5 separate regions of the Mus musculus genome follow, and all the other regions are linked to region 4. The links are chromatin contacts, called in public HiChIP or PLAC-seq and promoter capture Hi-C maps. All regions are on one chromosome and are shown on one strand. The core of a region is the stretch at or near the end of the contact, and the rest is flanking DNA. Distances in the headings are between cores, read along the strand shown.

Region 1 (2,705 bases), core at 7-2,506, 3.0 Mb after region 4:
TCCCCTTCTCCTCCAACCTTTATTAAGGAGGGGAAAGCCTTCAAAGTCGAAAAAGAATCTTCCAAGCAAACACCAGAACTGCTTGGGTTTTGTAATGGCTGACTGACTTACAGCATCTTTGTTAAATTGCTTTCTCTGAACAGAGGCGCACGACTCAGAAAACTTAAATACGGCGTTTCAAAGTGTCATCACACAATCCCTGGTTTTGATGTGCAAAGAAAAACCTCTAGCTGATAATTTACAATCAAAATCACTTTAAGGAGCTGGTCTGGAGTCTCTTCAATCCTGTTGAGAAAGGGAAACACTGTGTGTCCTTAATTACTGATCACAGGTAACGCGTCCATGCGAATCCCAAGAAGTTTCTGCAAGCTTTATCTGTCTAAACCTTTTTCTGTAGCTTAAACAGGCGCACTGGAGCCCCCATGGGGATTTCTTTCTCTCAAACCTTATCTGCCCCACCCACCTCACACACACAATAACCGTCCAGTCCAGAAAGACAACTACCATCAGAGAAAGGCGTCCGAAGTGCAGGGCCTTAGCCGGTGACCCCAGCTATCGGAACCAAGTATCAGAAACGAGGGGGGCTGTCTCAGCAGTCCCGGAGCACTGTCCAATTTCCCAAAAGGATACGGAGATCTCCACGGCGGAAACCCGAGCTCCTGCGCCAGCTCTGGGGACTCTCCCAGCAGCAGAATGACCCAGGCAGCGGGGCTCCCGTCGCCCGAAGGCCTCGCCCAGAGTCACCGGCCTCTGAGATCCGCTCCCTCCCGCTTCTCGCTACCTGGATCCGGCTTCCCGGGCCACCCACCGCCAGCCCGCCCGACCCGGCCCGTCACTAGGCAACAGTAGCAGCCGGGAGGCCCGGGGAGACCCGTAGCCCGCAAGCTGGCCGCAGACCCAGGTCGCCCGGTGCCCGAGACAGGTCACTCACCTCGCAGCCGGCTACCTGGAGGGGCGGTGCTGGGGCCGGTCCCCCGCCGGCTCCCTCAATGCCTCCGGGCTGTGACTGCTCGGGCCGCGCTCCTGGCCGCCACCGAACGCTTACTCCATCTCCTCCGTCACCCCCGAGTCCGCAGAACCCCGAGATCGAGGAGTAAAGGGGGAAGGGAGGGAAGGGACTAGGGAAGAAGAGCACGGTAGGGGGAAGAGCACCGAAAGACCTGCCCGCTCCTGCATGACGTCACTTCCGGGCGGTTCGGAAGGGTAAGGCTTGGCTTCCCTCCGCCCTCCCCGAGGCGGAGTGAGGCGGGGCTCCCGGGGCGGGGGTGGAGCCAGCCCGGGCCTCTGCTGACAGCCGTACCTGTGACTCTGATCACTAGTCTTCGCGGGCAAGACCAGCTTTCCGGGGCCCCAGGCTAGGAAGCCCGAGTTTCTGGAACCATAGAAGGGGATTCTCCAAGATAATGAGGACAGGTAACCAAATGTATATTGGAGATGACTGACAGTGACTTGATGGCTGGACACTGCAGCTCTGGTTGTGAGGCCCCTCCCCTTTTCTGTTTCCCAGGCCACCTGCCCTTGCTGGTCTAGTGACTGATTACATAGGACTCAGCTTTCTCTGACTTTCTGCTAAGTGACCTTAGAACCTAGAAAAGCCGTGCTTCTCACACAGGGCCGTGTTAAAGTGCAGATTCTGCTGCACAAGTAGGATCGGATGCTCTGCGTTTCTAAGACATTCTCAGATAACCCCGGTGCCACAGTTCCACAATTAGAGCAACAAAGATTATTTATCTTACGTGCTTAATGAAAGAAGTAAATTGTTCTGAAAAATATACCTAGGTGAAACTGGGCACAGCCTCTGTCTCCCTGCTATCCATCCAAGTAACCCGTACATAGTAGTAGGACTACTACCACCCTAACTAACCCTAACCCTGCCTCTCCTGTCTCTGCTCTGTCCCTGGTTCAGGTTAAAATGTCTTAAGATGGGTAATAGGGTAGATTCTATTACAAGAAGAATTGGAGGAGGGGGAGGAAGAGAAGAGGGAAGAGGATTATGGGGTGTGTGTGTATGTGTGTGTACATGTTTGTGTGGTGTGTTTACATGTTTGTGTAGGTACAGCTGTATGTACACACGCCAGAAAAGCTCGAGGCTAGAGGTTAGCCTTAGGAGTTGTTCCTGGGGAGCTGTCCATGTTTTTGAGACAAGGTCTCTAAATAGAACCTGGTGCTTTGCCTTTCTCTTATCTCTTCAGCTGTGAAATTAGGAGCACCCACCACCAAGCCTGGCTTTTTAATGTATGTTCAGGAGATCCAACTTAGATCTGCATGCTTAGAAAGTTATCATCTCACTAGCTGAGCCTTCTCTTTCCAGCCCCAGAAGGGTGGACTTTTATTTCTGTCCTTTTGCCAAGAGCATCTTATAAGTTATGTGTTGGTAATGTTACTTCTAGTTCTTCGTGGTCAAGAAAGGAAAGGCTTAGATTCTTGTATTCTGCACACAAAACATCTAGAAATCATGTTCTCTATATTTCAACTTTTTCTTTCTTACATGCTTTAATTTCATATTTTACTGGGGTAGGAGGAACTAGTTTATCTCTACTAAACATGAGTCTCTTTTTTGGAGTGATAAAATGGCCTGGGGTTAGATGATAGCAGTGATTGTACAAGGTTGCCAACGCACCAAGAAACACTGAATTAAACATTTTGACAGAATCCTAGTGAGCAAACCTAATCCTTTGCAGACCATGTGAGAATAGCTATCACAG
Region 2 (2,700 bases), core at 170-2,669, 2.1 Mb before region 4:
GAAATTGCCTGTGGTCCTCATGATAGAGCAGCAAGGATTCTTAGCAGCCGTGGCTCCACTTTAGGTTGTGTAATTTCTAGAGTGACAGATACAAATGGATACAAATCTCTAGGTAGGTTTTCTTGTTCAGAATAACTTGCCAACTAGGTTCAGTAGCTAACAGTGAGCTTCTAAGAGTGCTTTAGTTCCATTCTTATCCCACTGAACAAGAAGATCTCTTGGGTAGGCAAATGTTAGGGACTTGGTTATAACCTCAGACCAGTCCATGCTGTACAATTGTATTTCTATCTTGCTTTAAACTATTGTCTGCTTTTGGTTTTCTTCTTTCTAGAATGATAGTAGACAATTTGCCTCCACAATCCGATATGATTTTAGTCCTAAACAGGAATATTTCAGCTTATATAAAGTTCATTTATTTTTTTTGTATGACGCTACCCACAAGTAATACCAACTTGTACCTGGCAAAATAGTGGTTCTGTTTCTTTATGCCCAGAAGCAAGCTCACGAGAAGTTATGCTTAGTAAGCCTGACCACACAAGAGCCCCTCCCAGCACTTATTTACATTAAGCCTGGTTGAAAACTCTCCCCAAGATAAGCGCCGCCAAAGAACCCTTAGAAGAAGTAAGACACTTTATCTTTGTGCACAGGCGAAGCCTTCGGAGAGCTTAGGTAGGTGTGGCTCCCAGAAACCAATCGTCCAATTCAAGGGGCAAATCAGGACCCGTGTTTACAAGAACATGTTGACACGTGTGGATGACGCGGTTGGACGCTGATGTGCGTGGGACAGCCTGTTTGGAATGTTGTTGACTCGCTTGGCCCGGTGTGTGTGGCCATTGTGAAGGTGGGCATGTAGTGTTTTTATATTACTGCCGCGAGCGGACACCAGAAGTCTGTCCGTTCGGTTGGAGTTAGTCCATTTCATCCTACCTGGTAAACTGAAAGAAACAGGATTGGGGGCGTCACCCGCTGCACTTAGGCCCCGCCCTTACACAGCCAGGCCCCGCCTCCGAACGCTTTAGGCCCTACAGCAGCCCAGGCGCTCCCGGCCGTAGGCTGCCCCAATTCCGTGTTCACTCCTCTCCCCGCCCCTGGCGGTCCGGACCGTACCACCACTGAATATAGGGAGCACACATTTCTCGTGTGCAAATGGCTTTCTGTCTGAGCCTTCTTCAGCCTTCACGATAGAAACGTGAGAAAGCTATGGTTTTTGTAGACAGACTCTTCAAGAATTTAGGGATCTTCGCCAGAACCCTGCCCTGGATTCTGGCGCCGCGGTGCTATAGTCCCCCTCCAGTTCCTTCCCGAATGGTCGCGCCCAGGGAGTACCTCTGGGCCCTTTAAATACCGCGTGGGGCTGCGGGGGGGCTCCAGAGTTGACAGACTGCTGAGTCTCCCCTTGTCTGCGACGCTGGTTGAGGGGGGATACGCAGAGCCCCGCGACCCCCGCCACCTAGCTTTCCTCGAGTCTCTACGCGGGATCCGGGGGTGCGTACCCATCCCAGGGGAGGGGCCGTGGGATCTGAGGGGACCGCGTCTCCTTATGGCAGCGGGAGGGCTCCTTGTGCCCTCCGAGTTCGGGACATTTGACCTCGGAGTCAAGGCTTGAAGTGGGGCACGGTGGCAGTGGTGGCCCAGGCTCTGCCGGGGCCGCTTGGTCGTGATGACATCCCTTTGGGTGCGTGCCAGCGACTGTGCTCAACGGCGCGAGACGCTCTGGGCTCCCCGTGCGGTCAGGTCCCCAATCCCTCGTCCCTGGAGGAGTGGGACTGAGCCGCGGTGGGGCCCGGCTGGGCCTCGGCCCTATGTTTGGGTCTTGTTGCTGGGTTTCTCGAGAGCTGGGTTCTGTCCCGGCAGTCCCCTCCCCCAAACGTTTGTTTTGACAGGAAACGTGGTGCTGCTAGAGGGAGGGGCGAGCAGAGAACGTGGGCGAGCGGGCAGGACTCCTGGGACTTCCGTTGGACTTGACTGTCCAGGAGGCCAGCTCAGGTCACATCTGGGTCAGACCCTTGCCTTCTCAGACCCTTGCTTTGCCTTGCTTTGGGTGGCGCCACAAAACATAGCAACGAGATTCGGTGGCACGTGGATGACACAGTTATGTGTTTACGTTAGTACAAGAGGAAAAACTTCCATTAAATGAGCGATTTCGCAATGTTTACTTCTAAAATGCGTTTATTAGACTGGGACTGTAGTTCTGTGGTAGAGCACTTTACAGGACTGTAGGTTCTGTCCTCCCCCAACCACAAGAAGCCCAAATCATGTGTTTAAACACAAGAATCCAGTCAACAAAGAAGGGTTTGTTAAACTACCGTTACAAGCAGAGTAGAAACACTTGAGTGGTTCCAGTGAGAATGGAACCTCCCTCTTTCATCGTTGTCTTGGTACCTTAACGGTAAAGAAACCAGGCAACTTGTCTTTGTCCTTAGTGGGCTGCTCAGCACAAGGTGGTGTTCAGCTCTCAGCTCTTAGTTAACCTACCTCCCAACTGATAATTTCAACCAGTTCTTACACTGGTTCCTGGGCTAGGAGTCCCCATCCCACCTCCACCTCCACCCCGCCCCGTCTACTCTGCCTTTTTCCTACCCCCATGGATTTCATACATTGCTCCACTTGAAGTGACCCAGGGCTGAAGGGCGCCTTACCCCCCGGGTGTGCAGCACAGGTGTTAAACTAGGCATCAGGGATGGGGGGGGGGCGGGGGCA
Region 3 (2,700 bases), core at 111-2,610, 2.7 Mb after region 4:
ACATCCTTATTAGGTGTGTAAAAGGTGTACCTGATCCAAACATGAACAACTACTGAAAGACAGTAAAACATGTTGTACACTTTACTTTCTCAACAGGAAGGTGAAAAACATGCCTGAGGTAAGGAACTCTGCCCAGCGTCTCCAATGTCATGGCAGCAGACAGCTAGAAAGCAGTGTCAGCTGACCATAGTAAGTTTTAAAAACTGATGAGTCAGATGCAGCACCACGTCAGAATCTACACCAGAATATTCTTACTAGTTTCCTCCTGAAGGGAATTAAAGGTGTGGGGAAATCCCAATTTTCAATCATTCTGTGTAAGCTCAAGAGAAGTGAGCCCACAGCCATTCAGAACTACTTATCTAAGGGTAGTCATTAACGACCTCACATGGGCTAAGCAAAACCCAAACTCTGACCTAGACTGGACCCGCAGAAAAACACGTTCCTTCGTTTTAAAGAAAGACTACAGAGCACTCTAATGTGATCGACTCGGCCCCTAGGTTTAAAGGAGACAGGATGGAACGAGGTTGGGGTGGGGTGGGGGTGGGGGATATGCATGGGGATGCAAGCTCTTCAAATGGTTCCTCCGCCTCCCAGGGCATTCTGCAAGCCTCCCCCAATTCAGTTCTCCAAACCCAGGGGTGTGGGTGGGAGAGCGTTGTGCAAGGGCTCCACTAATGTTCCCTAATTCCGTTAAGTCTGGGAGATCTGAGCCCTGCAGAAGCGAAATAAGGAAGAGTCTGTAGTGCCTATCACGGGGCAAAACAGCAGCGTGATCATGAGTAGGAGTCTGTCCTGGGCCAATGATTATATCCCTTCCTTTCTGAGGATGATGATGAAGAAGAATCAAGTGACCTTTCTGGCTGGGCGCTGGGCAGCAGGGTGACCGGCTACCATGCACTAGTTTGTGTCTCAGAGCAGGACAGGTCGCGGCTCTACCTCGCGCCCCTCCCGCTCCCGAGCTCACACTTATAGCCCCTCTTACCCACCAGAGCGGGCAGGTGTCGGAAGGTGAGCTGAACGTCACCGTGACAGCCCCAAGAGCCAATCATAGCAGGCGGCTCCCTCAGTCAGCCAATCGCAGAGTTCTAGGGAATCCTGCAGCTCTGTAGCCCACCTGAACTCCACCGGGACGCTATAGACTGGGGAGGTGGGGGTGGGGAGTCCGTGCTGAGGCGCAGCAAAGATGCCGCAGGACAGGCAACGGAAAGTTAGGGAGGAAAAGAGAAATCCAAGAGGGAAGTCACTCACCAGCCCGGGAGCGAGATCACTTCTCCGGGCGACTCGGGCTCAATCTGTGCGTGCCAGCAAGCCTGCAACCAACCGCCGCCGCCGCCGCAGTTCGTCGCCCAGCGCGGCCGCCTGTTTCGAAGGAGCCAATCAGAACCGGAGGCGTGGTCTGGGCGCCACGCCTCCGGAGACTTTCTACCGCACGAAGAATTCGTAGCGACCTTTTCCAGTCCAGTCTCTATCAGTGGCAGTGACAACCCCTCCTATTTGTCCCGTCGTTCAGGAGAGTGTGTGAAGCCCGCCTCTCAAGGCTGCTTCAGAGCGCCCTGGAATGTTGCTCTTCCCAGGACTTTGAGCTCCTTCCAACCCTAAAATCTGCTTACATCCATCCGGAGGGGCACTGAGGTTTCCAGAAACACAAACCAACCCAGCAGGGACCCGTCCAAAGCAGAAGTCTTTCAGACAGAGCCCACCCCAGGCCCCTCACTGTGAAAGAGAGAGAAAAACCCTGCAGTCACCCCTGGAAGCCAAAAGAGGATGTTGGCTCTTCCTTCAGGAAACGTGGGGGAAAGGGGAGTTGGATGTCAAAGTAACAATGTAGCCATGTGATTGTTACACTGTAGTGATAGATGTGAGTTAACTTCAAAAGTGGCTTTTTGATGTGGGCTGATCTTACTGGCTAAAAGCCTGGAGGTTCTGTGTTCTGGCCCAAGTTCTTAGATTCCTGCGGCTTCTGTTCCTTTTAAGTCTTGACACCTCGAATGTGCAGGCTTCTCCATCTCTAAATTGTGGGCATTGAACTGAAACCTGGTCTCTCACAAAAACAATACAGCTTTCATAGGGAACAAAACAATCTCAGTTTTCAAAGGGCTGAGGGGCATGGAATGGGGAGTCTGTGAAACAGGGTGATGGTCAGAGGTTTGGAAATGACTAGATATTGAAGGAACAACAGGAATCTGCCAGAGGAAGTCATTGCTATGAACGATTGATTCCTAGGCAGGAGTAACAGCAAATGCAGGACCCGGGAGGCACATGGAACGTTCTGGAAGGAATCGTTTTGCATAACCTAAGTTTGGACCTGGAGAGACAGAGCAGTCTGAAAGTATGTGTGTATGAAGGTAGGCCTGATAGATACTGAGGGATGTAGATGCAGTCCTGGTGCAGGCCTGTGAGATAATTACAAGGATATAAAGAACAAGGAAATTCATTTGTGGGGTTTTCATTTTAGGGAGGGGGGGGTGTGTTCACTTTCAAAGATTTTTGAAGAAAGGAACAGAATAGTTTGTCATTAAAACAAACAAACAAACAAAAAGCAACCTAAAATGACAACTCCCTAAAGTAGCTCAGAAGGCGGGTATGAAGGAAGTATCTGGAAGAACTAAGAGGGTGATTTATCTGGCCTTGGTTATTATGTGGTGGCACTAGTCTTAGGAATACAGGAAAAACAAGCTGTGGTAGAGGACCAGTGTTCAT
Region 4 (2,700 bases), core at 83-2,582:
GAGCAGACTGCTAGGAGCTTTTGCCTGCAGATAAATGGGCACTCCTAAGATCTTCTCTGGTTATTTTGTATCATTAGCAACATTTTGGGCACTGGACCTTGTAATCTGAATGGAGAAACACCAACAGCCACTCTGCCCCACTAACTTGCAGAGCTTATCAACATAGCTTCAAATGCACCGACCTCTGCACAACTTCATCATCTGTCCTTGAGCCTTCTCGGCTTTTACCCAGGTCCTCTTCCACTGTGCCATCCACGTCGACTTCATCATCAGCTCTGACGAACCCTGGGGAGAAAGGTTACAACTCTCCACACTATTGCTTCCTCTCCTTCGCATAAAAAGCCATATCAACGGGGGCAAGAGTTAACACAATTCAGTAAGTAAATACAAGCTGTTGAGATGGAAGAATTATGTACTGACGTCAATAACCAATGTCAAGGTAAGTTTGCACGCTAAAGTTTAAATATGAATGCTCAAGACCCCCGTTGACTCTGGAAGGCCAGGCAGCCATCACGTGTGTCTATCCTAGGCAGTGAGAGAGGCCCCCGTCTACACCCACACGTGTTGCGCACAGCTGAGAGGAGGTCTCTACACTGGCCAAGCCAAAACTTGGGCCTCACTTAGTTATCACAGGTCAGAATGCAAACAGGGTTTGTGCAACTTCTGTTGAGGGGAACTGAAATCCGGCCCAAAGGGGAAGACATGTCAAGGACAGCTCTTGAAGCACATCGGAATCAGATATTGGGCCACCGCCACGACGCTGGCCCGAGGGCCCACGCTCGCGAGTCGGGCGTTAGAAAACAGAAACGCGCTCCGGGAGTAGAGGGCAGGGGCTGGGGGTCCTCAGGCTCTGGTGGCCAAAGGTCGGACCTGATCACAAAAGTCCTTAGGGAGGGGTTCCAGGAAGGCTTCCCCCGGGAGTAGAGTCCGAGAGACCGCGCCCCGTCAGCGAGACTTCGGGGAGCGCTCTAGCACCATCCGCAGGGTATTTATTTAAATGCCCGGTCTCCAAGTCGCCTTTTCCCAGAGGCCTCAGGGAAAGCATCATCACCCAAGTCTCCTTCGAGGGAACGAGATGGTCCCTGAAACCCCTGTAGGCCACCCGGCGTCCCCAACCCAGGTTCAACGCCCCAAGAACGTTCGAGAAGCGGCCACACAGGAAGGGGAGGGCGCCCACTGCCGCCCGGTCACTCACCGAAGGTCAGCAGGACACAGCAGAGGCCCAACACCCACAGGACCCTCATGGTGCGTGGCCGGCGAGTCGCAAGTCCTTTTCGGTCTCAGGAGCCGCCTCCACCCCCCCAATCCCGAGTCTAAGCTCCTCACACCTCCAGCAGCGCGGTCCGCCCACTAAGCCGCGCGCAGGTCGGGCCGCTTTTCACCCCACTGCTTGCGGGCGGGGGACGGGAAACACGAACTCACCAATCGTGCCTCACCACGCACTCTCTGCACCCAATGGAGACGCATGGGGGGGGACCGCAGCCCGCCAATCGGAACTGTCCAGGTGCGGTGCCCGATGCCCGAAGCGTGGCTCCTTGCGATTGGGCTTGTCCAGCGGCTTTCCTCCAATCAGATGGCTCCGCGGGCCCTCACACACCGGGCCACCCTTTGGCCTGGGAAGCCTTGGTCCCTGAGGAAAACCGTCCAATGAACGTAGGCGCATAGCACGTCTGTCCATTCCTAGAGGTCCCGGGGAACCACTTCCGGCTTCTAGCGAACGTTTAGTCCGTGACTAGGGGAAACGGTAGCCAAGACAATGCGTCCTTTACCCTTTTCTCGTCTACGACGCGGGTCACGTTACGAGTCCTTTCAGCGCTACGTTCGCCGTCACCTTTCTTTTGGGCGTTTCTTTTCGCAAAAGAGAAATTTGTGAGGGGTTGAATATCCGGAATGCGTTTGGATGGTGGTGAGAAACTACAGTTTCCGGCATGCAACGCACTAATCTCATGAATGCTGGGAATTGTAGTCTCTGGCATCTAAGCCAGTTGCGTAGCTTGGCCCTTGCTTACTCCAATCTTGTGTCCGCGGGAAATGTCTCTGAGTGATTATAGGATTTCCACCTCATTCAGATTGCAGAATAGATCTGTGCTTGTTCTAGGACTCTAATGCACACAGTTTTCAGAGGCGGACCTGAAAAGCAGCCCCGCGTAGCCCTAGTCTCACCGTGTCAGAGGGTCAGCCCTGGATTCTGGGCTGGTGGTAGCACCCGGGTTTCCACGTCCGCTTTCTTGCGCGTCACTCAGGGTCCCTAGAGCCTTCAGTTACACTTGGCGTTGCGCTGCTCGCATTTCCTGTCCTCTCTGGTTTGGTTTGCAGTAGAGGGTGGCAGGGGCTCTCCAACCCCGAAGGAAACAAGGACCCAAGTTCCTTTGACATCCCCATAAATATCAAAGAATGACTGGGCAATCTAGAGCCTCTTTTGTGAATCAGCCAGAGAGCGCGGTGGTGAAGTCCAGGCTAGCATAGAACAGGAAAGAACTTATGCAGATACTTGAAAGCAAAAGCCGCAGAGCTTGCAAAACAGCCTGGATTGTGGCTTTGTAACTTCATAGAAACACCTTTCCGCCTTCCGAAAGATAGCAAAAGAGGCTCTTTCTGGTGAGGGAAGTCCCTAAGGCCAGCTTGTACGTTCCGAAATGTTTTCTAAGCTCTTTAGCCTCATTTTAACCAATTTTCCACCAGCACGCTTGCCTGCCTCTA
Region 5 (2,700 bases), core at 23-2,522, 2.0 Mb after region 4:
TTCCAAAAAGATGACCATTTTCATTATAAACCAGAACATAATAATGCAATGTTTCCATGTGGAAGAAAACTTCCTAAAAAAGGGCTATTATTATTTCCGGCGAAAACTCAAGAGCTTGAGATAATTGTACTTTTCTGTTTTGAGAAACTTAACAGAAAATAAGCCAATTTTTTTGTTCATTTTCTGCATTTGAAGTACTCTTCAATGACATCTTTCGCCTGAGATTCTTGGCCAAAGTCCTTAACCACCACACAGCTGCAACCTATCACTTTCCGAGGTTTCCCCTTTCGATCAATTTTGCAGAGGCCTACCCATTCCCCCAGCTTCTTGTTGTCATCAACCTTAATTAGGTTGATCTGGTGCTCAGCACAGAGGGTTTCCACCAACTTGATGTACATAGGTTTATCACAATTGGATGCAAGCACACAGAGATGGGCTTGGCGCTTGCCTAAGGCTTTGGCAGCTTCGTGAATTCCTCGCGCTAGGCCATCGTGGACCAGGGCGGTCTTCAGCACCTCTTGCAAAGCCGTATTGACGTCCATGACAACTCCAGCAGCAGTGCCTTCCTTAGCCATGGCGTGGGTTACAGGTGGATCCGACCTGGAGCGCGCCTCGAGCCTCTGAGAGGCTGCGCAGAAGCAAGACGCGTTTCTAAGAATTTTAAGAAACACCAAACCCTTTCACTATCGAAAACTACCTAACTTCCAACTCAAGTTGCAGGAGGCAAGAAGTTCCCAGTTCTGCGGAGGCGGAAGGGTGGTCGGTCAGGTGGCCACCCAGAGATCAAAAATTAGACACCTCGGGTACGAGGGTGCCCCGTGTTGGTGGTATGCAGTGACTGCGGGTGAGCTTTCTCGTTATTATTACGTAACCCTGGCTCCTCCTGCGGGAATGCATTTAGAGGAAAGTGGACCGCCTCCGCAGATGTGCAACCACCGGGACGCTGCAACCAGCGCCAGCATTCTGTGCCTTCGCTTTATCGAGCTTTTATTTTCCGTTGGCCGATTCGCCACTTTATGATATCAGAATTTAACACGAAAAAGTCTCATTTTAATATTTGAGAAGGCCTTATTGTCCAGAAAAGTGGAATCAGGAAACACTTTTGTCTTAAATTTTTTTTTGTTATAGTTGTGGCGTTCATTTCTGCTACGCTCAGAGCGCCTGGGAGTTGCATCGAAAGCGCCGACGCGGACGCCCAGACCTCCGTGTCCAGCGCGCAGTCGCAGTGGCCTTTCGCCCCGGCTCCCGCCCCCGCTGGGTGGACGACGTGGAAGTTGCTGGCCGACCAGGCTTGGAGGAGTCCGCTTCGGAACCGGAGTCCGGGAGTAGCGGAGGTGGCGGCGCCCAGGCTCAACTAGGAGTCGCTGCCGAGTCCCGGCCTGTCTCTGAGGATCGGCGAGGGCGCGGCGGCGGTTCATCATGGGTGAGGAGCGTGGGAAGGGCGTCAGGCGACCGAGGGGACCGGCCGGGCCGCGGGGCAGCTCTTCGCTACCTTGGCTCTTCACCTGCAGGGAGATTCCGCCTCCCGGCTCGGTCCTTTGCACCCGCGGGGTCCGGACTGATCCCAGCCCGGCCTTTTCCCCTCATCCTGCATCCCCCATCTCGGTTGGGTAGGCGGAACGGGGCGTCGGGTGCCTGGCAGCCAGGCAGCTGAAGGTTCACCGAGGTGTCTGATCCTTCGTGGAAGCTTGGTGGCATCGGGGTGGGTGTTGGGACTGCGTCACTTCTGAGAAACCCGAGGACCGGTGTTGTTTGTTGATCCTTGCGCTGCTCCTGTCTGCTCGCCCGCTGTAGTTAGCTGTCCGTAGATATGGTGGATGGAGTTAGGTGGATTGTGAAGTCCGGTGGGACAGGGAGTGAGATGTTCATGTCGCTTCGCTGATTCGCACTTCTCCAGGTGAGGGAACTACGGTAGACGTCCGAGCGCACCCGACGGTGGTGATGCTCCGGTACAGGTGGAGCTTCTAGGAGTTGCAAAATCTTCGGTTTCTGTCAGTATTTACTCAGTTTTCTCAGAAGTGTGTGGATCCGGTGCATTATAGTTCCGTTCGGTTCTCTGTAACCTTTCGGCGTTGTTTTTCCAAATCTAGACGTCTAAACGGGCAAAAGGACTTTGTCAGGTCACACCCATTCTTTCTGTATACAGCTTGCTCCGTGTTCGCTTTTCTAGAGTGGGCAGCTTTAATTCTGCCATTCCCCTCAAATAGCAAAGTGTAATATCTCTTCCTTTCTTCCTCCTCTCCTCTCCTCTCCTCTCCTTTCCGTGTGCGTGTGCGTTTGTATGCCTACAAGGGAGCGCTGTTGGAAGTCAACCCTTAGTATGCTAGGCAACGCCCTTCTGCTGAGCTGTATAGCCCCAGCCCTTTTAAAACTTTGAGATAGGATCTCACTAAGTTGTCAAGTCTTGAACGCAACTCACTCTGCAGCCAAAGGTGGCCTCAGACTCACTGCTATTGGTTTAGCCTCCTATTGGACCACTAGCCAAAAGGCCTTGCCTTTTATTTTTAAAATTGTGTGTGTATCCGTGTATATTATATGTTGAGCATATTCTTCATATCCCCCACGTTTCCGTTTTCTCACTTTCTATTGTGAATCTTTTTTTTTTTTTCCTCCCTTTAGTGACTTTTGAAGGCAAAGTATTTGTGCCACAAATGCTTTTACATCTCAGGGTGCCTTGGGTACATAAAGGTTCCTGGGAAT

Evidence for each region. Promoter capture Hi-C pulls out the DNA fragments that hold promoters and counts their contacts. HiChIP or PLAC-seq counts read pairs in DNA pulled down with a chosen protein or histone mark. Capture Hi-C pulls out chosen DNA fragments and counts their contacts.
Region 1: a contact with region 4 is called in a promoter capture Hi-C map of liver, with 4 times the contacts expected there. The contact joins the promoter of 1500026H17Rik here to the promoter of Hsp90b1 in region 4. A contact is called at or near these places in 4 of 39 promoter capture datasets (the C10 cell line, hippocampal neurons, liver and 1 more) and 2 of 9 other capture datasets (adipose tissue and liver).
Region 2: an H3K27ac HiChIP or PLAC-seq map of thymic regulatory T cells shows a contact between it and region 4, with 10 times the contacts expected there. The contact joins the promoter of Tcp11l2 here to the promoter of Hsp90b1 in region 4. A contact is called at or near these places in 2 of 39 promoter capture datasets (liver and pre-B cells) and 1 of 115 datasets of contacts at active chromatin or transcription factors (thymic regulatory T cells).
Region 3: a contact with region 4 is called in an H3K27ac HiChIP or PLAC-seq map of epiblast stem cells, with 11 times the contacts expected there. The contact joins the promoter of Gas2l3 here to the promoter of Hsp90b1 in region 4. A contact is called at or near these places in 3 of 39 promoter capture datasets (the C10 cell line, neutrophils and pre-B cells), 1 of 115 datasets of contacts at active chromatin or transcription factors (epiblast stem cells) and 1 of 9 other capture datasets (liver).
Region 5: a promoter capture Hi-C map of pre-B cells shows a contact between it and region 4, with 3 times the contacts expected there. The contact joins the promoter of Arl1 here to the promoter of Hsp90b1 in region 4. A contact is called at or near these places in 9 of 39 promoter capture datasets (the 3T3-L1 cell line, the C10 cell line, hippocampal neurons and 3 more), 2 of 484 Hi-C or Micro-C datasets (B cells and CD4 T cells), 3 of 115 datasets of contacts at active chromatin or transcription factors (astrocytes, embryonic stem cells and pro-B cells) and 2 of 9 other capture datasets (adipose tissue and liver).

The regions. Positions count from the first base shown.
Region 1 is chr10:89,685,107-89,687,811 of GRCm38.p6, forward strand. 1500026H17Rik (RIKEN cDNA 1500026H17 gene) reads left to right here and starts at 1,257. Exons shown (of 3, transcript NR_130956.1): 1 at 1,257-1,413. Scyl2 (SCY1-like 2 (S. cerevisiae)) reads right to left here and starts at 1,188. Exons shown (of 18, transcript NM_198021.3): 1 at 932-1,188.
Region 2 is chr10:84,575,528-84,578,227 of GRCm38.p6, forward strand. Tcp11l2 (t-complex 11 (mouse) like 2) reads left to right here and starts at 1,420. Exons shown (of 10, transcript NM_146008.2): 1 at 1,420-1,485.
Region 3 is chr10:89,442,607-89,445,306 of GRCm38.p6, forward strand. It overlaps Gas2l3 (growth arrest-specific 2 like 3), which reads right to left and starts at 1,361. Exons shown (of 11, transcript NM_001033331.2): 1 at 1,249-1,361.
Region 4 is chr10:86,704,112-86,706,811 of GRCm38.p6, forward strand. Hsp90b1 (heat shock protein 90, beta (Grp94), member 1) reads right to left here and starts at 1,333. Exons shown (of 18, transcript NM_011631.1): 1 at 1,196-1,333; 2 at 183-285. The coding sequence starts at 1,244. Ttc41 (tetratricopeptide repeat domain 41) reads left to right here and starts at 1,700. Exons shown (of 16, transcript NM_001003910.2): 1 at 1,700-1,906.
Region 5 is chr10:88,730,142-88,732,841 of GRCm38.p6, forward strand. Arl1 (ADP-ribosylation factor-like 1) reads left to right here and starts at 1,273. Exons shown (of 6, transcript NM_025859.3): 1 at 1,273-1,423. The coding sequence starts at 1,420. It overlaps Gm4925 (predicted gene 4925), which reads right to left and starts at 960. Exons shown (of 1, transcript NM_001037166.2): 1 at 1-960. The coding sequence starts at 575. The coding sequence ends at 177.